Linked DNA regions of Mus musculus: all the other regions are linked to region 3. Evidence: chromatin contacts called from public ChIA-PET, HiCAR-type, HiChIP or PLAC-seq, Micro-C and promoter capture Hi-C data. All regions are on one chromosome and are shown on one strand. Each heading gives the region's core, a stretch centred on a gene start, on an enhancer-like site or on the middle of the called end of the contact. The rest is flanking DNA. Distances are from core to core; before and after follow the strand shown.

Evidence for each region. Promoter capture Hi-C pulls out the DNA fragments that hold promoters and counts their contacts. Hi-C and Micro-C count contacts between places; a contact is called where the count stands out from the background. ChIA-PET counts read pairs in DNA pulled down with a chosen protein or histone mark. HiCAR-type assays count read pairs that join an accessible place to other places. HiChIP or PLAC-seq counts read pairs in DNA pulled down with a chosen protein or histone mark.
Region 1: a HiCAR-type map of astrocytes shows a contact between it and region 3, with 2.9 times the contacts expected there. The contact joins the enhancer-like site here to the promoter of Ptpn13 in region 3. A contact is called at or near these places in 6 of 39 promoter capture datasets (the 3T3-L1 cell line, cranial neural crest, embryonic stem cells and 3 more), 2 of 484 Hi-C or Micro-C datasets (cardiomyocytes and uterus), 3 of 115 datasets of contacts at active chromatin or transcription factors (astrocytes and embryonic stem cells) and 1 of 9 other capture datasets (macrophages).
Region 2: a contact with region 3 is called in a promoter capture Hi-C map of hippocampal neurons, with 2.8 times the contacts expected there. The contact joins the enhancer-like site here to the promoter of Ptpn13 in region 3. A contact is called at or near these places in 4 of 39 promoter capture datasets (embryonic stem cells, hematopoietic stem and progenitor cells, hippocampal neurons and 1 more), 2 of 484 Hi-C or Micro-C datasets (both in nephron progenitors) and 1 of 9 other capture datasets (adipose tissue).
Region 4: an RNA polymerase II ChIA-PET map of memory CD8 T cells shows a contact between it and region 3, with 52 read pairs. The contact joins the promoter of Aff1 here to the promoter of Ptpn13 in region 3. A contact is called at or near these places in 1 of 39 promoter capture datasets (embryonic stem cells), 6 of 484 Hi-C or Micro-C datasets (all in embryonic stem cells) and 4 of 115 datasets of contacts at active chromatin or transcription factors (effector CD8 T cells, embryonic stem cells and memory CD8 T cells).
Region 5: a contact with region 3 is called in an HNF4G HiChIP or PLAC-seq map of pancreatic cancer cells. The contact joins the enhancer-like site here to the promoter of Ptpn13 in region 3. A contact is called at or near these places in 3 of 39 promoter capture datasets (cranial neural crest, embryonic stem cells and frontonasal cranial neural crest), 1 of 484 Hi-C or Micro-C datasets (muscle stem cells) and 4 of 115 datasets of contacts at active chromatin or transcription factors (effector CD8 T cells, embryonic stem cells, memory CD8 T cells and 1 more).
Region 6: a Micro-C map of embryonic stem cells shows a contact between it and region 3, with 2.0 times the contacts expected there. The contact joins the promoter of Klhl8 here to the promoter of Ptpn13 in region 3. A contact is called at or near these places in 8 of 39 promoter capture datasets (the C10 cell line, the HPC-7 cell line, cranial neural crest and 4 more), 2 of 484 Hi-C or Micro-C datasets (both in embryonic stem cells) and 4 of 115 datasets of contacts at active chromatin or transcription factors (astrocytes, embryonic hindbrain and embryonic stem cells).

Annotation. Positions count from the first base shown.
Region 1 is chr5:103,822,863-103,826,836 of GRCm38.p6, reverse strand. It overlaps Aff1 (AF4/FMR2 family, member 1), which reads right to left. Exons shown (of 20, transcript NM_133919.4): 8 at 803-857; 9 at 657-694. Among named protein-coding and RNA genes, the nearest start is that of Gm42139, 61 kb to the left of the region's middle. Within about 2 kb of position 1,961, at least 19 of the 459 cell types and tissues checked have an H3K27ac peak or open chromatin away from gene starts, as enhancers often do.
Region 2 is chr5:103,844,203-103,848,043 of GRCm38.p6, reverse strand. Aff1 (AF4/FMR2 family, member 1) reads right to left here. Exons shown (of 20, transcript NM_133919.4): 16 at 1,677-1,810; 17 at 937-1,008; 18 at 193-330. Among named protein-coding and RNA genes, the nearest start is that of Gm42139, 39 kb to the left of the region's middle. Within about 2 kb of position 2,488, at least 35 of the 459 cell types and tissues checked have an H3K27ac peak or open chromatin away from gene starts, as enhancers often do. A contact at or near this core is called in hippocampal neurons, where this site is marked.
Region 3 is chr5:103,423,080-103,426,607 of GRCm38.p6, reverse strand. It overlaps Ptpn13 (protein tyrosine phosphatase, non-receptor type 13), which reads right to left and starts at 1,416. Exons shown (of 48, transcript NM_011204.2): 1 at 1,072-1,416.
Region 4 is chr5:103,752,205-103,756,306 of GRCm38.p6, reverse strand. It overlaps Aff1 (AF4/FMR2 family, member 1), which reads right to left and starts at 2,145. Exons shown (of 20, transcript NM_133919.4): 1 at 1,962-2,145. The coding sequence starts at 1,978.
Region 5 is chr5:103,696,965-103,700,986 of GRCm38.p6, reverse strand. It overlaps a transcript of Aff1 not described here. Among named protein-coding and RNA genes, the nearest start is that of Gm25721, 41 kb to the right of the region's middle. Within about 2 kb of position 2,631, at least 67 of the 459 cell types and tissues checked have an H3K27ac peak or open chromatin away from gene starts, as enhancers often do. A contact at or near this core is called in pancreatic cancer cells, where this site is marked.
Region 6 is chr5:103,909,390-103,912,958 of GRCm38.p6, reverse strand. Klhl8 (kelch-like 8) reads left to right here and starts at 1,700. Exons shown (of 10, transcript NM_178741.4): 1 at 1,700-1,843.

The DNA.
Region 1 (3,974 bases), core at 712-3,211, 400 kb before region 3:
TGGTCACACAAAGCCAATGGTCGACTATGTTTAAAGCTTATTTAAGCTCCATACCCCATCTGGCCTCTAACATTCTGTTTGTCTTCCTGCCTCAATCTCCCAGGTTCAAGGATCACAGGTATGCCTCATCACACCTGGCTCAGTGTGTGTGTGTGTGTGTGTGTGTGTGTGTGTGTGTGTGTGTGTGTGTGAGCATGAGTGTGAACACATACATGTGTACTTGGTAATGCATGTGGAGGCCAGAAGTTGATATTCTGATATTTAGTGTTTTCTTCAACCAACCTCTGGTTCTGAGACAAGGTCTCTCATGGACTAGGCCAGGCCATGGAATCCATTGTCTCCACACTCCCAGACTGTGCAGCCACACCTGAGTCTCTTGCTGAAGGTTGAGTCCTTGCACTTGGAAGGCAATCACTCTACCAAGTCACTTCTCCAACCCCACAGCTCAAAGGCATCCAAAACAACGCTCTTCCTCTTGAATGGGGTTAGCAACCTCCCACCAGCTGAGTCAAGTTTTAAAATAACAAAAATGGCACTTCTCAGCTGTGACCACACACTGTGCCTTTCAAGAAGCCACAAGGCACTTAGTAGGACTATATTCTCCTGTAGTTTGCGAGGGAAGGCAATAGTTTGGGGGAGAAGTGTGCAGACAGTACCTGGGAGGTGCAGGTGGGGATGGAGGCTTCTCTGTGGCCTGGACATTCACGGGAAGGGTGCGAAGTTCCCAGAAAGAAGAGAAACACAGGTTAGGACAGCAGCAGGAACGGTCTCGGGCATTTAGGGCATTGAATTCAACACTCACTTGCTCCGTGTCGCTGTCTTCACTGTCGCTGAGCTGCAGGTCGTCCTCCAGCATGCTGGGGAGAAGCGACAGACAGTGGAGAATTTAGGAGAACGAATAACTTTATAGAACATGGGGGCTGGGGGGAGGCAGGGATAAGCTGGAGACTTGTTTTGTTTGCTTGCTTAAATCAATTTTCTAGAAACTCAAGCTTTACCACTTAACATTAAAATCAGGTCAGCCAAGCTCCTGACAATGCAAAAGCCGAACATCCCACCTGTTTGGAACCCTGCAGACAACTTCTGGCAGGCATTTTTTACCTGCCCTCGACTCCTATTCAGGGAGAACACGAACACACACGAACACACACACACACACACACACACACACACACACGAAGACGAAGGGAATACACAGACAGCAAATGACCCTGAACCACCTTCTTCCATTGTCTCTGACAGAAGTAAAATAAGCGGTTATCTATGCTGCTTCCCAATGGAAGTGAGGTATTTAAACAGTGCTAAGCAAGCACAAAAACCCTCAAGACACCCTCTTCATTTTTGTCCAAAGGACACTATTAATTTGTCACAGACCTCCTCCCCAAAAAATCATTCTCTTTTGGTCACTTGGATACAAATCAATGCTCAAAGTTCCCATTAGTTTAGCTAATAATGCAAATGGCCCTGTTGAAAGTATATCTCAATCTTAGCACTACTAATTTTGGTGGGGGGGGGGGGGAGTCAGCTTGTTTCCCAAAATTTATATTACTACACATTTCTAGGCACCCTGGCTTAGGACAAATTCTAATATTAAAAATGTTTCTAAACTGCGCATGTTTTCTCAAATCTAAGCACCCACCCTTCCATTCAGAGATCCCAAATATCAAGGGTGCCCAGTACTGTCTCTCACATTTCTCTCCAATTTTACAAGCATAGCTACCACACACACACACACACACACACACACACACACACACACACACACACACACAAAGTTGTAAGTAAAACAGAAAAAAATCTATTTGTATATTGCTTATGTTCCAGGAAGCAAATTAAAATTCATTCAGTAGATCTCAAAATACCTTCTCAGGAATTTTGAGCAGCGATTCTTACTGTAGCTCTCTGAAGGAGGAAGCCATGGAGGAGATAAATTATGGAACTAAACTGGGCTTTTTACCAATGACCATGTGATGTGGCAACGCCACCAAGGAGTTATTCCACCAGCACATGTGCTAATATTCTTCCTGTGTACATTTTCTTAAAAAATGAAAACTGAAACTGGGCATGGTAGCTCACGTCTTTAACCCCAGCTCTCAGGATGACAGGGGGATCGCTGAGTTTGAGGTCAGAGCCAGACAGAGAAACCCTGTCTCAAAAAACCAAAACCAACAAAACAAAACTAAAGGAGGGGGAGAGAGAGAGGGAGAGAGGAGGAGAGAGAAAGGGAAGGAAGGAGAGAGAGAGAGAACAGAAAATTTTAGCTACTTATAAGTTGAAGATCTTTCTCAATGTTTACCAAGTGGAGACCAAATTCCTATTTTACCATGACTAAAAAACACAGCCCTCAGTCATGGAACCTGGCCGTTGGCCATCAGAATGGTATTAAAAAAAAAAAAAAAAAAAAAGTCACTCAACGAGTTTGCTGCTAGGTTGGGTTGGCAAGGAGACACAGCAAGAGATAAAAGGTATTACCTTAGGAGAAAAAGAAAATCACAAGGTATAACTCACTGCAGGGTGGGGGAAGTCTGGCAAAGTTGGTAAAGTGTATTCAGTATTAACAACCCCCCAAAAAAACCATATAAAGGGACACCGTCTCTTAGTTACCGGGTTCTTTTGTACAAAACTAATCTTCCTTAACTTTTCTGCACCACAAATGATCCTGTAATCCCACTATGCGTCCACTCACAGCAGAGAATCAAAATCCCATTTATGTGTCCCCCTTGCTACTGAATAACACCTAACCACTACAGATATGCTCTCCTAAGGCAAGTCCAGGCACACGAGAAGTTCTGAGCTCATTTGGAAATAGCAGGTACTGTGAAAGTTCTACAGATTTCCCCCTCTGGAAGTTGTACAGGATGAGAATCAATAATAAAACCTGTCTGCTGGGTTAAAAGCTACTCAAGACGTTTTGAAGTGGGAACAGCGTTCTGTGAAGGAGGGCTGCTGAAGAGGGGCCTGAGGGCTTTCTACAAAATTAAAATGTAAGAATTCCATCAGAAAAGGTCAGATGGCATCAATCACTTAAGTAAGACACTGGTGCCACTTACACAGTATTTGTTTCCCATGGTCTAAATCTGTGCGTAAAATGTCTTTGATAAAGAAATAAAAAGTTAGCCAGGCCAGGTATGGTAGCACACACCTACAATTCATACTCAGGAGGTTGAGGCAGGAGGATCTGAGTTCAAAGCCAGTCTGGTCCACAGAGAGAAATCCGCTCTTAGACAAAGGCCAGTGAAATGGTTCAGAGGGTAAAAGCAGGTACTTGCTAAGCAGGGGAACAAACTTCTGCTGGCTGCCTTCTAGCCGCCACACTATCACCATTCATATACACAGTAGATAGACAGACAGACAGACAGACAGACAAATGAAAACAAGAATAAAACAGGCATGGTGGCACATGCCTGAAACCCTGGCACTGGGGTGGGCGGAAGGTGGGGGGGGGAGGGGGATGGAGGCACGGGCAAGAGGATCAGAAGGCTAACCTCGGCTAAAAGTTCCAGGCCAGCCTGAACTATATATGATTCTCAAAACAAACAATCAAACAAACAACAAAACCCCAAAGACCTATGCTGTTAAAAGGGAGAGAGACAATGTTCCAGAAAACTCTGGACTGCACATAGTGTGACCACATTTCCAGCAGCGGTGAAGTCAGCTTGCACATAGACGTTACAGACAGCCCTGGCGCCTGTGTGACTGCATCCCGCTCCTCTGGACAGGCAGGCCCTGGCAGGCTTGTTTCCATGAGTCACCCCAACATTACAGTGTGAAGACACAGACACGAGTCTTACTTTCCTGCCATTACCTAGTAATGGCTTTTTCAATGAAATCTCTGCCCAAATTCTCAACAAACAAGATCCCCAAAACTATTTAAAATAAGCTCACCTCTGGCTTAATTTTTAGTACCATTTTAGTTATCTGTAACTGCTAAGTCCTGATGGTGGTAGGTGTGTTGATGCACTCATGTGTTCACA
Region 2 (3,841 bases), core at 1,239-3,738, 420 kb before region 3:
TTGTGTCACCCTCATCAACCTAAGTTTAGTTTACCTGTTTCTCAGAGGGACGGTGTAGCTAACGGTTTAAAGTTTAAGGGGCCAACACACATAAAAGATGAACAACACAGATCTTGGGAAATCCATAGTCACACATAAACCGCCACAGAAGCCGGACGTGAGCGACTTGACTTAACAAGACTTAACACTTGCCTTGCCGTGCATGGAGAAGGTGCCTGGGCCACTTTGGAAGTACTCTTGAAGTGTTCACTGAGAGTACGAGAATACTTCATCACTGTGTCTTTCTTACATCGAAACATCGCCATGTTCAAAAGGGACTGGCAACGCAAGCTGTGAATGAAACCAGAGGTTCTGTCTGGGTGGCCTCACAGGCAGAGCTCCTTGTGGACAGACAGATATACTCTCCCAGTCCTCCCCTGTGAGCATACTGGGTTCTCCCCTCTGGCTGAGCAAGTCCCCTTAAGCATCTCACTATACTGTAGGTACACCACCACCCAAAGGAAACGTTGGCAGAAAAACAAATGCAAGAATATCACTTAAACCCTAAGACCGAAGCATCTCCTGGGCCATCGGAAGACAGGAGGTACCAGTTCCTAGTGACCATGAGTCAGACTAAGTTCCCTCCTGCCATAATTTTCACTTTAAGGAAATTAAGTTAGAGCCGGGCGTGCTGGCATGTGCCTTTAATAACAGCACTGCGTGCTTGAGAGACAGAAGCAGGACGGTCTCTATGTTCCTCTACAAGGCCAGCCTGGTCTACATAATGAGTTCCAGGACAGCCAGAGTTATGTAGAGAGAACTTGGCTCAAAATAAGAGGGAAAAAAAGGAAGATATTTTTAAAATATTTTTTTAGTCAAAGGAAACAAAACTTTAGTGTTTTTTTATACAAAAGCACTAAACAAGCTTTAGTACAACAAATAGAAAAAAGTCTGTACCATAAAACAGCAAATATCTTCTCTTGTGCTGGCATCGTGTTATCTGAGAAGCATTTTAGTGACATCACATACCTGCAGGGAGATAAAACAGTGCATTGAACATTAAACTCGGGGGAGGGGGGGGCAGCGCATGTAATGCTGGCTGTGCTGCTGCTGTCTTCTAGAGGGTATGAAGGGGTATGCAACCCAGCAGGGAAAGGGTTAAGAGCAACCACATGCCGCCCAGAAGACCTGGCCCTGAGGCCTGCTCTCTCAAGTGTGGTGTCCTCATAAGCCCTTAATGAAAGGCCTGGGGCACACAGTGGAGAAAGAAGACACCCGTTATGAAACCTAAGCTGGGAAAAGCACCCTCCCTGAGAGGCTCAGCGTTCTCTTCAGGACACTTGACAGTTATATGCCTCAGTACAGGGGAACACCAGGGCCAAGAAGTGAGAGTGGGTGGGTAGAGGAGTAGGGGGGGGAGGGTATGGGAGACTTTTGGAATAGCATTGGAGATGTAGAAAATACCTAATTTAAAAAAAAAAAAAAAAAAAAGACGACACAGTTGCATCCAGTTATCCTGTGCTCCCTCATATGCAACACACTTTAACTGTGAAAAACCTGTGGACCAACCACCCAGGGCCTCCTCAGGCAAGAAAGGGCAAAGGGCCCCCTCTTTAGCTTTGTAGGGCTCCCCCTCTTTAGCCGCAGGTGGGGAGACCGACAGGTTTGGCCCGGTGGCAGAATACCTCAGCACTTACCTAATGAGGTCTATGGTTTCTGAGTACACAGCGTACGCCGACTTGGCTGAGCTTTCTGACTCTGAGGCCATTCCACACTCGATAAAAGAGAGGACGGCTTCCAAATACTTGAAGGCTTTTCCAGCCTTGTCTACCTGTGGGAGAGGAACACAGGCGTCATGAGGCTGTGGGCAGCCATCGGTCCCTTACCCCATTCAACCCTGTAACTTCTCCACCGTCTTCACCTGATTAGAAAGACGGGTGAGGAAGAATAGAATGAGATGACCAGCCATGGCAGTCAGCACTGACCTACAAGATTGTCTTCTAGCAAAAATCCACCAGGGAAAAGAAAATCACAACGCTTAGAACTCCGCCAAGCACGAGCAGGGTATAGTGCTGCTACCAGCTGCAGCCCAATCACCCTTGCAGCCTACGAGGCAGCACATTAACAGGACAGACACGAGTTTCTTTGTGGAGGTTGAGGTTATATAAAATATGTAACTGGTCACTTAATGATTTGGAGCCCAACAGACTGTTCATCTCTTTCGGCACCTTGTACAAAAACATGCCCTGGCCAACAGGGACAGACTCTCAAAACCCCTTCAAGGAAATGTGGAAATCGGACACCGGTGGTCTGCCTAATCCTGAGCACATATTTGGTCACTTGATCTTCTCGCTGAGTGGCATACAGTCAATTCAATTAAGCGGAAATGTGGCCCACAGCCCGCTTCTCTGCACGTGGCACAGGCACCGCACGCTGGGAGCAGCTGGCTAACTGGGGCTGGCTTGTAGGTTTTGCTAATGCTTCAATTCACTGTGTTCAACAGGGATGAAAGCAGCAAGGATGCGCATGGAAACCAGGAAGGCAGAGATCGTCTGCAGCTGCTCTGGGCTTCTGTGTGCTGCTGCTGCTCCAGGGCAGGGAAACAGTCCTCCCTCCCGCTGCTTTTGGTGCCTCTTCCCAGTAGAGGAGCAAAGTGGAGTGTTCCATGCACATCCATGCACTTACACAAGCACGCACACCTGCATTTCAGAGGCCCCAAAGCTTTTCAGTTTTTAGAAGAAACTTAGTGGTTTTCCCTAAAAGAGTAAGCTCAGAAAATCTGTAGCAGAGTAGGAGTGAAATTTGTATGCCTCGGTCAGCTGTGTGGGTGATAAATAGCTTGCTTTGATGGTGGAGCACCAATCCTCTTTTATTTTATTTTATTTTCACGTGTGTGGTGTTCTGCCTGCATATGTATCGACACCACACATGTGCTGGGCCTGCAAAGGCCAAAGGAGTGCATAAGATCCTCTAGACCCGGAGCTGCAGGCAAAGTGAGCTGCCATGCAGTGTTGGGGAGCCGAGCCCAGGTTCTCTGCAGGAGCAGCAAGTGCTCTTAACTCCTGTACGGAAACCCAAGGCTCTGATTCTCAAACTTACTTAAAACCATTTCTCTCGGGGAATTTCCAAAATGAATACTGCCCTTAGTACAGAAATGAAGGGACATATAAACTTACTCCATCCCTACCTCCTTAAGGCTAACGGGTCTCCTGAGACAGCTAGACAGCTATCTCGGTTCTAGGAGGGAACAGAATTCCCTCCTCAAGGAGAGAACAATGTAAAGAAGAAACACATCCCCATGACCAGCTGTGCACCTCACTGTCTGGAACGCCAAGTAGACAGCTCTGTGGTAGCTGAGCCACAGTGGCACTCAGTGACTCCAGAACTCAGAGGCCGAGCAGGAGCATGGCCACATGTCTGAGGCCAACCTGGGCTAAGATCTTTCATGAGAAGCAGAGGAGGGAGACCACAAACAGGTCACTTCCAGAACTGGCAGGTCCCGAGAATAGTCATTACAATTAGATGCAACAGGTATAACAGGTATAAAGCAGAGGGTCCTGGCTCACCAGAGAGGAAGGGGATGCAACCCGAAGCTCTCTGCAGTATTAACTGCAAATGCTAACAGTGTCTAAGTGAGGTAAGATTTTGCTCTCTGCCTACAGTGCAAAATAGGTCCCCCTCTCCCCTAACCCAACCTGAAACAGTCACAATGAGCCCACAGCATCTTGGGAAGTGTGAAAGAGGTGGCTGAGCTCACAACCCTGCTTGGTGCAGACTGAGCACACACAGCCAGGGCACAGAGCAGGTTCAGTGCCTTGACCCCTCACAGCACTAGGCATGGGAGGCGACCAGAGACCATTTT
Region 3 (3,528 bases), core at 167-2,666:
GGACTGGATGATACGATACGGTACTTATCTATTAATATATTAATTTACTGAGCCACTATCTTTATGAACTTAGTAAAAAAAAAAAATGCAAGTGAAAAATAACTTGTACCTCATCACCACTACTGGCAGCCAATGAAAATGAAGCAGGTTTTGACCCCGACCCTGCCAACCCGGTTCAAGAACTTGGGAAAATACCAACGCCTGTTTCATAATACAGGTACTTTTTTTCTTCCCGTCCTTTAATAAGCTCTCTAGACAGACCTTTTTAAATCTTCCTAATTAGTTAGCAGCGTCCTTCAACCCACATATCAGGTGTCCCACATTTTCTGTATGTCCCGCCTAGAAAACAAACCCGATTGCCCCATTTTCGGAAAGGTAAACTCAGCTCCAGGCAGCTACCTATGAAGTCACCGCGTTTGTTATTTCAAAGATGCAATTAAGCGAAAATGACAGAAGGTTGTCTAAAAGATTAGTCGCAAATACGGGGAGGTGTCGATCTTACACAGGGAAAGAAACCTGCACTCTGTGACTCGCTCCCATGTCTCCCCATCCTCGCTTCTCCAATACACAACAGAAGGAAATTAAATTTCCAAAGTTCCTTGACTTTGGCTTAACTTTTAACTTTGCAGCTCTCGGCGCTCACGTTATCGAGCAAAGTGGAGAAAAGAAAGGCTGGCCTGCAGCAGAGAGAAGCAAACTTTACTAGAGCCTGTCCCCGTCCCTACCCCCTTCTCGGAGCCCTTACACAGACACATTCTTCTGGGCGGCTTCTAACCACACCATGTCCACAATCATTTACAGAAATTAGAAACAGACTCCGGGAGCCCTTCCCACCGCGCGCTCGGCGCAAGGCTGTCCGCACCAGCTCCACGGGGCAGCGTCACTCGCTGTGGCCCACAGCCCGTCGCTCCCTCCCACTCGGGGGTCTCAGCCAGGATTAAACTGCAAGCAGCTCGCGCTCCCCGCCCTCGGCGCACCAGGGATGCCACCATCCGAACCGAGGGGAGCCGAAGAGACGTCCCAGAGGCCCGCACATCCCACCCCCCGGGTCCGGCCACGCGTGCTTCTTACCGGCGCGTGGGGAGCCCCGGTGCGGCGACCGGAGCGCAGCGCGCGGGCACCGAGAGCCGCCGCCTCTTCTTCCCCGAGCTGCTTCGGGCGTGCGCAGAGAGGGTCGGCGGCGACAGAAGCAGCATCGCCGGGCGGCGACCCCCGCCGAGCTCCCGCCCGCCCGCCGCGACTTCGCAGCGCCTCAACGACGGCCGCCCGCGCGCGGCGCTGTCCAGGAGGCTGAGGCGGACGGGAGAGCCGGGGAGCGCTGCTCGGCAGCGGCGCGGAGACCTCGGAGAACTGTGACCATGGTGTGTCACCCTCGCCGCGGCGCGCCCGGCCCAGCTCCTCACGGCGCGCAGCTCCTCCTCGGCCCGACGCATCGGCCCCGCCCCTTGCCCTGTCAGTCAACCCCGCCCGCGCGCGGACAGGACCGCAGGTCCGGGACCCTGCACTCCGCTTCTCCCCATTGGTCCGCCAGGAGCCCCACCCCGCCTCCTCCCTTGGGACCGAGTCTCTGGGGAGACCTGCGCCCCGGTTGCCATGACAACCGGTGCCTTGGGTCGGGCTCCTCACTCTTCTTTTGGCCCCGCGCTGGGGTCGAGGGCGCCAGGGCAGGGTTCTGCTGTGTGCACTCTCCACTGTGCAGACTTGGGGATGAAGCCTCTTGGGCTCCCCCAACTTCAGACCCAGAACTTTCCGAAACGCGCGAGGAAGAGTGACAGACGCGAAGCTGCCGGCCCCTCCCCCTCCTCGCAGCCTTGCTCCCAGATTCTCTCCGGGCGACCCAGGCAATGAAAGAAGGTGGAGAGAGAGGGAACGTCGCCCTGCCAGCTCCCCCAGCTACACAGCAACCGAGAAATGGTGTGGGCAGTGAATCGGCTCCGCCGGGTTCCCACAGCTGTGAAGAGACTTTCAAAGGTGTGCTGCGACAGCACAGCCTCAAAGATCCCCCCGGAAAACTCAAATACTCGCGTTTTCGTGAGAAACAAGATTTTTGCCCTGATATTTTGTGAACTTGGCAACCCCAGCGTTAAAAGTTTTACGGTAAAACCACCTAATTGATAAACCATTTCTTTAAACACACAACAGCTTGGCGAAGGTGTATCCTCGTAGCGATTTCTTTCCTGCAAACTAAAACATTCTAAGTTCAATTATTTGCAAGGAAACCTTGCAGAATTCACGAGCAGAATAGCATCTTGTAATGTGGGTTTTAAAGGGTTTTTTGCTATCGTTCTCTTTGGTGCTATATAAGGTTACTAATACATTCAGTAACACATACAGGGTTAATTTTGTCTGAGATCCTATATGGACCTTTATTTACTTTAAGGATCTCCTCAAAATGGAGAGAAGAGGCTCGTCTGGCTTCTCCGGGCAAGCTGCAATCCCAGGTTCCCCAGCCCCTGAGGCTTTGGTACAGGTGTGATGAATGAGGGAATTAATTAATGATTTACCTTTGGCTACTATTTGAGTTTTCATTATCTCATTTACTAAATGAATAGCTGTGATGGATGTCTTCAAATATGCCTTGCACGTACGCACTGAATGGCATCTCTCTAACTCCATGGAAAACGAGAGCAGAAACCCAAATCCCTGTCCTCAAGGAGTCAAACATGGAGCCTGAGGGAGAAAGCTAGCCCTCCAGGAACAATCTGAAACCTGGGACCAAAAGGTTTAGCCAGTACAGCAGCAAAGGCATACCAATGGAGGAGGGGAACTTAATCTGGACTTTAAGAACGGAGCTAAATTGAGGGAGAGCAGCTAAGGGGAACCACCACAGAAAACTAGAGAGCAGCAGGAGGTCAGAAAACAACAGTGAGCAGGGCCGGCCTGTGGGAGTGGAGACAGAGAAGACTTGTAGCCCTTCCCCCAGTTTTGAAAGTTCCGGCTCATTTATCAGGGAGGTAAGATAGGGAGAGGCCTGTTTAGAGGAACAAAAACGGAATACTTGCCTGCTTGCCACTGAAAGAAAATTGATACAGTTATTTGAAGGAAAGAAACCATCCATAAAGCTTGCAATGGCTTGTGATCTGTCAGAAAGAAGGTAGAAACAGTACAGAGAGAATGGTGGCTGTAAACTTCCCCAAAAAAAAAAAAAAAAAAAAAAAAAAAAAAAAAAAAAAAAAAAAAGATAAGCTATACTGTTGTGAGCCATTTCTTTTCTTTTGCATGAAGCCACTTCAGGTGGCTGCCCTCGGGCTTCTTTCTATAGTAATCCCCTGTTTGGGAGAAGCTGAATGGCTCGCTTAAAAATAAAACCAGAAACACAAAAGAGAAACCTACAAGCTAATCTGTTTGAACATACTGTAGTTTGTAGTTTTTTAAACAAAGAAAGAAAATACTAATAAACAGGACCATGAACCATCTTACAAGTGATATGACACATTTAAGAGGAATTATTTTATGTCTATAGAAAGAGTCCAGTAATAGAAAAAAGTTATATAATTGACTATGTTCCTAGGTCAAAGGAGACAATAG
Region 4 (4,102 bases), core at 896-3,395, 330 kb before region 3:
AGCACGAAACCTGTGTGACCCGGCTAGGCCTCAGTTTCCTTAACTACCAAGGGCAAATAATCAAGCACTTGCTTGTCTGCTTAGGTGACCAAGAGGTAATCCAATTACAGCAGCCTACTGCTGTGTCTGGCATACACAGGACCCAGTTTATCTTTTATTTCATTTTACGTTCGACGTTAGTTTAAGAGTCAAGGAATTGGAACAATAGAACCAAGGTTCAAATCCCCATGCTCTGGCAGCTTTAACTATTTTATAAGAGGTACCTTAATCTCGGGCTGTATGCCAAGGGATCCTGAGGCAGCGTGATACATAAGGATACTTTCACAAGTAAATTATGTAATACAAAGGAAACAAATGATCTAGAAGAGTATCTACTAAAATACACCATTGACAAGGTAAGGACATAATAGTTTGGTTTGGTGGTGTTGAGACTGTTTCTCTGTGTAACAAACAACAGCTCTGGCTGTCCTGGAACTCTCCTTGTAGACCAGGCTTTCCCCAGAACTCACAGAGATCGCCCTGCCTCTGCCTTCTGAATGCTGGGATTAAAAGGTGAGCAAGGCTTTCCCCAGAACTCAGAGATCCTCCTGCCTCTGCCTTCTGAGTGCTGGGATTAAAGGCAAGTGCTGGGATTAAAGGCATGGGCAACCATATCCAGCTATAACATATTTTAATTACTAGCCATGAACGACAAACAGTTCCTTAATTTCAAGCAAATGGGAAACGTTAGAGATTGAAGACATCTGCAGTCACTGTAATATGAAAATCTACAGGTTCTGTTTGTGCTAAAAGCTAACGGTTGCTTTTTAGTTAAGATTTAGCAGAAGTTTGAGGTGCAACTTCTGTTCCCCTACTCCTCTGTCCCGTTAGGAACCCCTTCCTTCCAACACTCAATAAGATGAAGACACAACTAAGCCAAGTTGAGAGGATTAAACTTGTTTTTAAAGTAAGACACACTTAGAAGGTTTTCTGTTTAGAGAAGTTCCTTCTAGGAAGTTTTATCTCTTAGAAAAATTCAAGTTCTATCTACTCAGTCTCTAACGTTTACAAATCTACTGTTCTCCATGATCTTTAGACCTAAAATTACTAAAATTACCTCAGCTCAGCGTCCAGATATGTTACCAAATCACTATCCTAAATCAAGTATTAAGGCTAAAGAACATTTCCATAATTGTAAACTTGTGCAATCACACTGCCTTCTGGCATAAGTTTTGAAAAGGTTCGACGGGTCCTGTTTTCCGTAACCAACAGCTGTAGAGACCGAAGCGCGATGACACCCAACAGCCTCAATCTTGGGCACCGGTGTACGGCCAAGTTTTAAGGCTCCTTTCAAAACCTTCAAACCCGGGAGAAGGCAAGACTCGGTCCTTGCAGTACAGGGCACTCCCCTGACAGCAACTGCGGGTCATTAGCCAGGCTCCCCTTCACCAACCCAGCGCATTCCGGCCTTTGCCTACTCAGCAGATTCACTCTGACTGTGCCGTTTTATGTGGAATCGTACATTCTAGCAGGAAAAAAAAAAAAAAAAAAAAAAAAAAAAAAAAAAAACTATATTACTCACCAGGCTCCACCACTCTCTCGTGGGAGAATCCTCGTTTCCATTAAGTGCGCTTCCAAATTTCTTTGGAAGACGCCAAACCAGCAACGAGTAGAGCCGGAGGATTGTGCACAGGCACCTCAGTGAAAATCCAGGCTCCGGCAGGAGAGAAACCAACTTCACTTTCCGAAAATAACAGTTCTTCGGGCCAGAAGCGGAATCTTTAACCTTAACTTTCCGGGCGGTCCCTTTGCACTCGGTTCACACACTTTTCTACCCGACACTCAGGGATGAGATAGCAGTGATCCAGCCGCTGGCTTCCTGCGGTCCCCGCCCCCCCCCCCCGGCACTCCCACCCGCGCCGCCCTTGCCCCGGGCTCCGCGGCCACTCCCGGGTCCCAGACGCCCCCTGCGCAAGCCTCACCTGGAATGGGCTGCCATGGCTCGGCTCACACTGCCTGGCGTCCCAAATCCATCTGCGCGCTCGCCCCGCAGGCTCTCTCGCCCGCGCCGCTCTCAGCGTCGGCCGCAGCCGTCGGCGATACTGCCCCGCAGACTCTGCGCTCTCGGCAGCCGCGTCCTCAGCTCTGTGTCCTCAGCACCGCCTCCGCCCCCCGGAGCCTCGGCTCGCGCCGAGCCTGACGGACATCCGGGCACCGGGGGCAGCCGGGCGAGCCGCACCTCCCTGGAGCCCAGGGAGCGGCGATGCCCGCCGCCCCGGGGCACTGTCGGGTCACCAGAGACCAAGGGGTGCGTCCGCACCGCCCGCTGCGGGGTCCCGGCTCCCAGTTCGCCCGCACTTCGGGGGCGATGTGCGCGGCGCTGGGCTCCCCTCGAGGTGCCCGAGCTCGCCGGGACCCCCCCGCAGGCGCCGCGGTGGTACGGCCCGCCTCCTTTTAAGGGCAGCGCGCACCTCCGCCGCCGCCGCTGCCCCCAATTCGGCTGTGTTCAAACGCGCGCTACAGAGATCCCCGCGCTCGGGCTGGGACCTCAGGGTCCTGCTGCCGTGGGGATGTGCTGGGAGTGGGAGCATCGGATCACTGCCTTCGCTGCTTCTGGCCGCTGCTGCGGGGCTTGCCATCGGAAACATCAGGGATCGGCTAGCAACCCTTCTTCAACTTTGCTTTCAGTTTTGAAAGTGCCCAGAAACAAGTGTTTATACGACTTCCCTCTTCGAGGCAACATGCGATTACACAGAAGACAGCCATTCAGGGAAGTCCCCTAATAAATTAAAAGAATTGCTTCCCCTCCACCCCACCCCACCCCACCCCCCGCAAACAAAAACCATGATGCAAACCAACGTAAACGCTCGAAAGCACAATCGAAAATTGCGTCAACTCAGACACAGGAAAGACACCAGGCTTTGCCTGGGAAGCGGCTGAAAACAACGATGGGCAGAAAGGCAGGGAGAAGACTTAACAGGGGCATCCCGGAGGACCAGCCTGCTGCTGGAAGGACACTTTCTTGGTGCGCTCCGGGTTCGACCCGGGACTCACCACATTATATTGCTCATGTAACTGATTGCCCAGTTTCTAAATACCGCAAGTTTCCAGATTCCGGTAGTCCCTCTCAGAGGTCAGAACTACTTACATAAGAACACAAGACAAAGCTTGTCTTTCACTCCCCTGGCTTTAGCTCTGATGGTGGAGAACGACTGACGCCTTCGCAGGAATGAAGGCTGTGGTGGCAAGTGAGACAAGTTGCCAGACACTGCTTTCTCCACCACCTACAGTAGTAGTTTGGAGAACTCGTGTACTTTAGGAATGCCCTTGATGAACTAACTAGTCCTTTGAATTTTGACTCTGAAATGCGGGGTTTTTCCCTCTGTCTCTATGTCAGTCTCTCTGTCTCTCCTCCCTCCCTCCTCCTCCTTGTGACAAACGGGAAGTGCACAGAAAGCACTGTTCTGTTCTAAGCTCACAAGCACAGCACCAGTCCTGAAGATGAGTGTGAAGTGACTGGAGAGAGAAACCAACCAGAAACTAGCTGGTTTTTCATAGACCATGTCTCCTAGAGATAACAATTCGCACGCTTCTGACTTGGGCATCTGGCAAGTCTCTCTTCTAGGAAAACAACTTTCAGTGTTTATTGCAAAGATAAGGTTTTACCTTCAGAGCTATAGGGGAAGCTTGCTACAGGTGAGACAGTTTCCCATACTGTCAGACCAAGGTGAGAGGGAAGGACTCACTGCTTGACTTAAGGAGCAATGGGTTCCAAATGACAATATGTGATGCTACAAAAACATGCCTGAGGGCTGGAGAGAGGGCTCATCTGCTCTTCCAGAGGTCCCAGAGTCACTTTCTAGGTTCCACATTAAGTAGCATCCATGTTCCCTTAGCTGTCTTTAACTCCAGTCCCAAGGGATCAGAAGCCTTCTTCTGTTTTCAGGAATCAGGCACACATGTGGCATATAGATATACATAGACACAGAACACCCATACACATGCAAATAAGTAAATAAAAATTCAGGGGGCTGGAGAGATAGCTCAGGAGTTAAGAGCACTGACTGCTCTTCCAGAGGTCCTGAGTTCAATTTCCAGCAACCACATGGTGGCTCACAACCAT
Region 5 (4,022 bases), core at 1,382-3,881, 270 kb before region 3:
GCTGGGATTAAAGGCTTGTGTTGCCATGCCCTGCCCTCCTCCCTCTCTTCCTTTCTTGCTCTTGCTGTGTAGCTCTTTACCCTCTCTCCCCATTTCCCCTCCCCTCTCTCTCCATATGCTCATGGCTGGTCTGGTCTGGTCTGATCTGGTCTGGTCTGGTCTCTCCTCTCATCCTCTCATCTTCTCTCTCTCTCTCTCTTTCTCTCTTTACTACGGTCTCAACTCCCCTCCCCATGCCCTAATTAAACTCTTATTCTATACTGTACGGCTGGTCCCTCAGGGGAAGGGATGCCTCAGCATGGGCCCCCAGAGGCACCCTCTTCCCCCACACCTGACTACACATCCACCAAACATATCTCTGGTTTCTCTATCTTTTTATAAAACACACTAAGTTGTCCTCTGACCTCCTCATAAATATTGCAGCAGGCATGTATCCACACACATACATATATGCACAGAACAAATGAATAAAATGTGACAGTCACCACAACATTTCCCTGCAAGAGTAAAAATACCACATACTTATTAATAGTAGTATTTATAATTTTCTGTTCCAAGTTCCCACAGATTTAGTGGTTTAACCTCCTCAAGTAGTAAAGAAAGTGCTATTGTGTCCCTTCTCTTATTTTAGAGACAATTCTCAGGTCTGTGACACAGACAAGCAGAGGTGCCAAGTGTCTACGATACAGGATACAGGTTACTCTCAAGAATGTATGTATGGAACAGCCTTGGGAAATGCAGCTAGCGTCTACTTCTCCAGCAAAGGGGAACATGTTTATTATACAGTGTGATCAAGACAGTATCTCCCCTGGAGTACAGAGCAGCTGTACAGCCAATTATAAAAGAGGGGGTTCCTTGAGCTCTGGATTCCCTCCTGGAACACAGCTTGCTCCCTGAGACTGCAGTGTCTTTTGCCAATTGGCACTTAGGAAACAAGAGTAAGAAAAGAGAATACTGTCACTCTAGCAACTACCATTACAAATGACAAAATCACTCTGCTGTCACCCAGAGGTCTCCAGGCGGGTTAATTTGTTAGCTTGTAAGTAGGATAATATAACATCCTCACATTCCTTGACCAGAAGCGAATTGCTTTGCCCAGAGTCTGAGAAGTGGCAGGAGACACATTAAAGACGCATCAGCCTGCACATCCAGGGCAGAACCCTGGTGTTAAGCCGTTGCTATAAGCAGTGGTGCTGAACCTTGTTCCAGAAATAGAAGCAGCAACAGCTCCTGGTTACAAATGCAAATTCTGCACCAGCATTCGCAGACAGACCAGAAACAGTGACTGTGGCACTAATGGGGACATCTGTGGCTCTGAAGTATGTAACACCTAAATGACTGCATCAACACACACACACCCAACTTATCTCCCAGGCTGTAGGCAATGGTATGGGGAGGAGGACTTTACAAGGCATGAATTCTTGAAACCCACAAATACAGCTTCCATAAATTCTCGAAAGGGTTTTTTTCTAAATTAAAGAAGGCAGTTTATAGTCGGGCAGTGGTGGTGCACGCCTTTAATCCCAGCACTTGGGAGGCAGAGGCGGGCGGATTTCTGAGTTCGAGGCCAGCCTGGTCTATGGAGTGAGTTCCAGAACAGCCAGGGCTACACAGAGAAACCCTGTCTCAAAAAAACAAAAGAAAAAAAAAAAAAAAGGCAGTTTGTAAGGTGCAGAGGCCAGAGGATACCTTTGGGAGTGGTCCCTCAGGAGTCATCCACCTTGTTTTCGAGACTAGGTCTCTTACTTGATAAGTAGGTAGGCAGGAAGCCTGTCTCTACTCCACAACTCCAGGAAAGTGGCCTCATCTTTTACAATACTATATACTCAGCCCTTTTTGTTTGATTTATTATTTGTGTGGTTTTCATAAGACAGGATCTCACTATATAGTCCAGGCTGGCTTTGAACTCACAAGGACTCATCTGCCTATGGCTCTCAAGTCCTGAGATTAAAGATCTGTACCACAATGCCTAGCAGTATAATAATAAATAATAATAATAATAATAATAAAAGTCTTAACAAGTAACTTGGTAAGGCTACCCTTAAACTTGTCTCTCTTTTTTTGAGATCCAATTAGTTTTTATTTTATGTGTGTATTTGCTTTGCATGCGTGTGTCTGTGCAGGTGTCCTTGCCATGTCCTCGGAGGCCAGAAAAGGGTTTTGGATCCCCTGAAACTGCATTGTAAGCAACCACGTGGGAGCTAGTAATTGAACCTGGGTCATTTGTGAGATCAGTCAGTGCTCATAACCACTAAACCATCTCTCCAGCTCTTACCTTTGAACTTGTGATCCTCCTGTCTCTGTTTTCTGAACATCTGGAGTTACAAATCTGTACTACTGGTCTAGCTAAGATCCTCGGTACAGATCAATACAACTTGTCTGTTAAATGGGTTGACTTAATGTTTTCCATGTGCATAGTATATATTGTGGACATATAAATATATATCTGGGATGCTAGAAGAAAATGCTTACACCATAGTTGTGATGAGAATTACTTAGCCAAGGAGAAATACTATTTATATTTTAAGTCAAGCTGTAATTCTTGAAAAACAGGAAACCACATATCAACATAGCCAACAGAGTGTACCATGCTAGAAAGTGCACCAGGCTTTGAGTCAGAGGAGAGTTATTCAACTTCAGCCCAATTTCCTGACTTTAAAGGGGAAAACGAACTCAACTGAGAGCTACAATTAGGTGTGCGCGGTAGGTCACGGGAAGTAAGCACAGACATGCTCCCTGGGAGTGTACCTGATTGTTCTTGGAGGATCAGGGTTTTACCCCAATGTCATGCTTAGATCACTGTCTGGCACACAGAAGATGCTTTCTATTCAAGAAGTATCAGGAGTGAACAAGGTATTTCATAATGTTAGCTCCCTTCAGGCTCTGCTTGTCACAAAGCTCTTTCAGTAGGAAAAAGTCACTCTATCAAAAAAAAAAAAAAAACACTTAGTCATATTTAAAATGGGCCAGTTAATTTCAGAACATCAGCTGACTTTCTTCCCTGGAGAATACTACTAAAGGAGAGCTGTCCTGAAGCCTGAGAAAGAGGAGCTCCTATTAGCAACCCTGGCCATAGTCAATTCTGCAATGATACAACGTAAACACAATGAGTTGAGGGGATGGGGGGTAGGGGCTGCAGGGGCTGCAGAGGGTTGGGGAGGGTTGCCGGGAGGGCTTCAGGGACTACAGGGAGGGCTGCAGGGGCTGCAGGGGGGTCGGGGGGCTGCAGAGGGCTGCGGGGAGGGCTGCAGGGGCTGTGGGGTGCTGCAGAGGGCTGCAGGCACAGCTCAGCTTTGTGATAGAGTTCTTACCTAGCATGCACCAGGTCCATGGTTCACTTGCCAGACATGGTAGCCCAGGGCTGTACTTGGGGTTAAAGGCTGATAATCAGAAATCCAATGTCATCCTCGCCTACGTACAGAGTTTGTGGCCAGCTACACGAAACCCGATCTTAAAAAATGGGAGTGAGGATGGGGGTGGAGATGGCTTAGTGGGTAAGGTGGATTAATGAACAAGGATGAAGACCAACTTTCAAATCCCTCGAACTCAAGAAAAGCCAAGCGTGGACTCAGCGGTGCTGTGATCCCAGCCCTGTGAGGGATACAGACAAAAGGGCTGCTCGAGCCTGTCAGACGCCAGCCTAGCTCCAGAGTCAGGGGTAGACCCTGGCCTCCAGGGAATAAGGCAGGGAGTAGTAGAATAGGACACTTGATATCCTCTTCTGGCCTGTATATGAACACATGCAGGTGCTCACACTCACATCTATACATGCATATATACCACATATATGCACACACAGATAGTCATTAATAAAACAAAAAGCCATTCCGGGCCAGCCAGGGTTACACAGTAAGATCCTGTTCTTAGGGCTGTCGAGATGGCTCAGTGGTTAAGAGCACTGGCTGTTCTTTTTAGAGGTATGGAGTTTAATCCCCAACAACCACATGGCAGCTCCCGCTTGGAGGAGGAGGAGGAGGAGGAGGAGGAGGAGGAGGAGGAGGAGGAGGAGGAGGAAGATGAAG
Region 6 (3,569 bases), core at 451-2,950, 490 kb before region 3:
TCCGTTTTTTTCTGTTTTGGTTTTTTTAGACAGGCTTTCATTGCTGTAGCCCAGGTTAGCCCGAGGTTATCATTATGTAGCCCAGGCTGGTCTGGAACGCTTGCTCTGCCTCCTGAATGCTGGGATTCCACAACTCCTGGTTCAGAGAAGTTTAAACAAGTAAGACTGGCATAGAGGAAGGGGATGGTCAGAGTCCATGAGTGGGCAGACAGGGATACAAGCCAGTGAGGTGCTGCAGCAGGGAGGTGATTGTCTTGATGGTTCATTTTCACGCTGAGACGTTCCGCAACTCTGTCCAGACTTTCCTGCTGCTGCCTGCAAGCTTCATCTCCTTTACAGATGAAGATGAAATTGTCTTCTTGATTAAGTTTTCCGAATCCATTTGCAGACAGCATCTGAAATGTTGGTGGAGGTTTAAAGCCTTTTAATCCAGGATTAGAGGGGGAGACTTAAAATATAAAATGCAAATGCCGACTGGGATTTAACATTACCGTTTATTCCCACCCAGTGCAATCAGATAATTACTCAGGAGGTGTCATCACATCCTTTCTGGTTTTAATTCATAGAGATCAGGGTAGGGGAGTCTAATATCCTCTGTTTATGAACCAGCTTGTGTATTCTCAAATGAAGCTAAGAAAAATCTCTAGATTTAGAAAACCACATGCTTCGTTTCTTTTTAGTTTATCTTCACTTTATAGATATGTAAAATAATTAGGTGAAATTGTTGTTATGGATGTATCCCTCTAAGGACAGGTCCTTGTCCTGGCTGCCCCGCTCCCTCGTTTTTTCCCCATTTGCTATGAATATTTAACTTTAAGATTTATTATTATTATTATTATTATTATTATTATTATTATTATTATTATTTTTGCCTGAACCCGCTATGCCAACAGAAATTCCTCTCTAGGTCCAGAGTTGTAGCAATTTATTCTCACTGTACCGAAATACGTGACCAAAACCACTTGAGGAAGAAGGATGGATTTGAGCTCTCTGTTTCAGGGGACTTCGGATCCTCATTTTCGAGGAGCCCTGCAGAAGTGGCCCTAAGGCAACGGTTCCCACCCGTGGGTGATGTTTGAGCAGGTTCTGGGACCTTTGGGGTCTAGCTGGCACAAGCAAACCAGTGCAAGTGAGCAGGTGATGACACCTGTCTCCTTCAGGCCCAGCTGGAGTCTCTGTGGTTTGCCTAGGCTGGATCCAATTTGTATCTTTATATCTCAGCCACAGGAACAGCTGACCTTATCTTCCTGCACCAAGCCACCTGGTCTATGGCTACATTTCGAATATGCTTTGAAGATTCTGGAAGCTTCAGAATGCCCTGGAAAAAAAGAGTTCAGGGAACTATCCTAATATATGCCCTTGCTCTTTTTCCCTACATTTCCAGCAACTTTACTGAGAGTTTGCCTTATCTCACCAGTTTATACTAGCAATTGTGTTTAACACTCGGTATTTAGTTCAATTACTTCCTTGCTTTGCAGACACAAGCTGTTTTGTATACATTTTGCAGAGCATGAGATAAAACTGATAGGAATAGCTATAAAATCTGGGATATTCCCCACGCAGGGGATGAATACTGGGAGGGATGGAAGGGAAACGCAGGCGCGCTCTTCAAAGAGGCAACAGAGAACTACATTTCCCAGAGTGCGGCGCGCAGCACGCTCGTGCCTCACCACCCCGCCCCGCCCCGCCCCGCCCCCGCGGCTCTCAAGAGCGCTCGGCCGAGCCGGGCACGAGCGAGCGGTCGGGCCGGTGAGCGCGTCCCCGGGGTGTCCAAGCGGGGCTGGCGCGGCGCCGGCGCGGAGCGGGTGTGGCGGCTCGGCCTGCGCGGCGGCCGCGGACAGAGGTAACCGCTGCGTTATCCCGCGCGCGGGTCTCAGCCTGGAGCGGTCACCCGCGCTCGCGTCGGTGAGGAGCTGCCGGGCGGCGCCGGCGCCTTCCCTCGGGGAACCGAAGGGATCCGGGCGGGCCTCGCGGGCCGCGCTGTCCTGAGCGGCGGCGCAGGTGCTCGGGGTCCGGGTTGGGCGACTTCAGGGGTGTCCCCCTCCCGGGGTTCGCGGGGCTCCTGCAAAATCCGTACCCGGCCGGGTGGCGCTGCTCCAGGCTGAGCTCGTGGCTTGCTCCAGGGAGGGTCCCCGATTTGTGGACACAGTTTGGGGTTCCCAACCGTCTCCCGGGCTTGCACGGCCCTGATGTTACGGTTTGGGGAGCTTGTTACCTTCCTTTTCCTGCAGGCAGTATTTATTATCATGCATTTCGTGGAAATCCTCGCAGTTTTGAATATTCTTGCCAACCTGCTTTAATTGCCTACCTTTATATTTTGCTTCTTACCTTAAGGTATTAGCGTAGGCAGATACTTTGGGCAATAGGTCTTACTTAGAACCTGGGTTGCCACAGTAATTAACCTGCCAGGTACACGTGGGTTTTTTTTCTTTTTTTCTTTTTTCTATTTAATGCTGTTCTCTCTCTCTCCCCGCCCCCCCCCCCCTCGTTAATTGTTTTCAGTCTTGTTTCCCCATCTTCCGTGAGCCCTGGCCGTGCTAAGGGGCGGGTGGGGTACGTTTAGTTGAGCAGAGACCCTCTGCTAGTGCTACCAGAGCTTGTGAACTGCGTGCAGGTAGCTTTATCATTAGCCTTTGCTTCTCTGCCTGCTTTCTCCTGGCACCTATTTTTTGGTTTGTCAGTCAAACCAACTGACCTACTTAAAACTTTAGTCATGTTGCCTTGAAAATACCAAATAGTTGGAACACAAGTATAAAAAGAAGTCACAAGATGCTGTATTCAGCTGTATGCGCTTGGATTTATATTCATTCTTATATTTTTCTACCCCTCCTCTCCTATTCTACCCCTCCCCCTCCACTCTACCTCCCACCCCCCAACCTTGAGCATGCCGGGAGAACACACTACTTACCACTGAGTACATCTCCAGTCTGAATTTTTACGTTTAAAACTATTCTTTTAGCATTTGATAACTGTTAGTGCTATTAATTTGTAACGTTACACATTCCTTAATAAATTCCAAATCCTAATTTGAAGTCACAGCGAAAGCTAACCAGAGTGTATAATTTCCCCATTCCTACAGAAACCCAACCTCCCTGTTGTAAAGTCCCTCGTGGTATCAGAACCTACACTGATGTTTCATGATCTCTCAAAATTCTGTCCTTTATGTTAGGGTTCAAATAGAGTGCTTGCCTAACCTGGGTTTCATGTCCAGCACTGCACAAACTGGATGTGTCGGTGTGTACCTGTGATCCCAGTACTTGAGAGACAGGAGAGCCAGAAGCTGAGAGTCATCATCAGCTACACTGAGTTTGAGACCTGCCTGGGCCTGTCTTGTCTCAAAACAGCAGCAGCAAAATCTAAACAAAAGGCTAAAAATGGGTATTTAAGCTTTTCCCCTCCTTCCCTTCTTCCTTCCTTTCTCTTCTTTCAGATTTTCGAGATGGCATTTCTGTATAGCCTTGACTGACCTAGAACTAGCTAGCTCTATAGACTGGCTGGCCATGAACTCAAGAGAGATCTCCCTGCATCTATCACCAGAGTCAGCATTGGCATATGCTACCACCACCCAG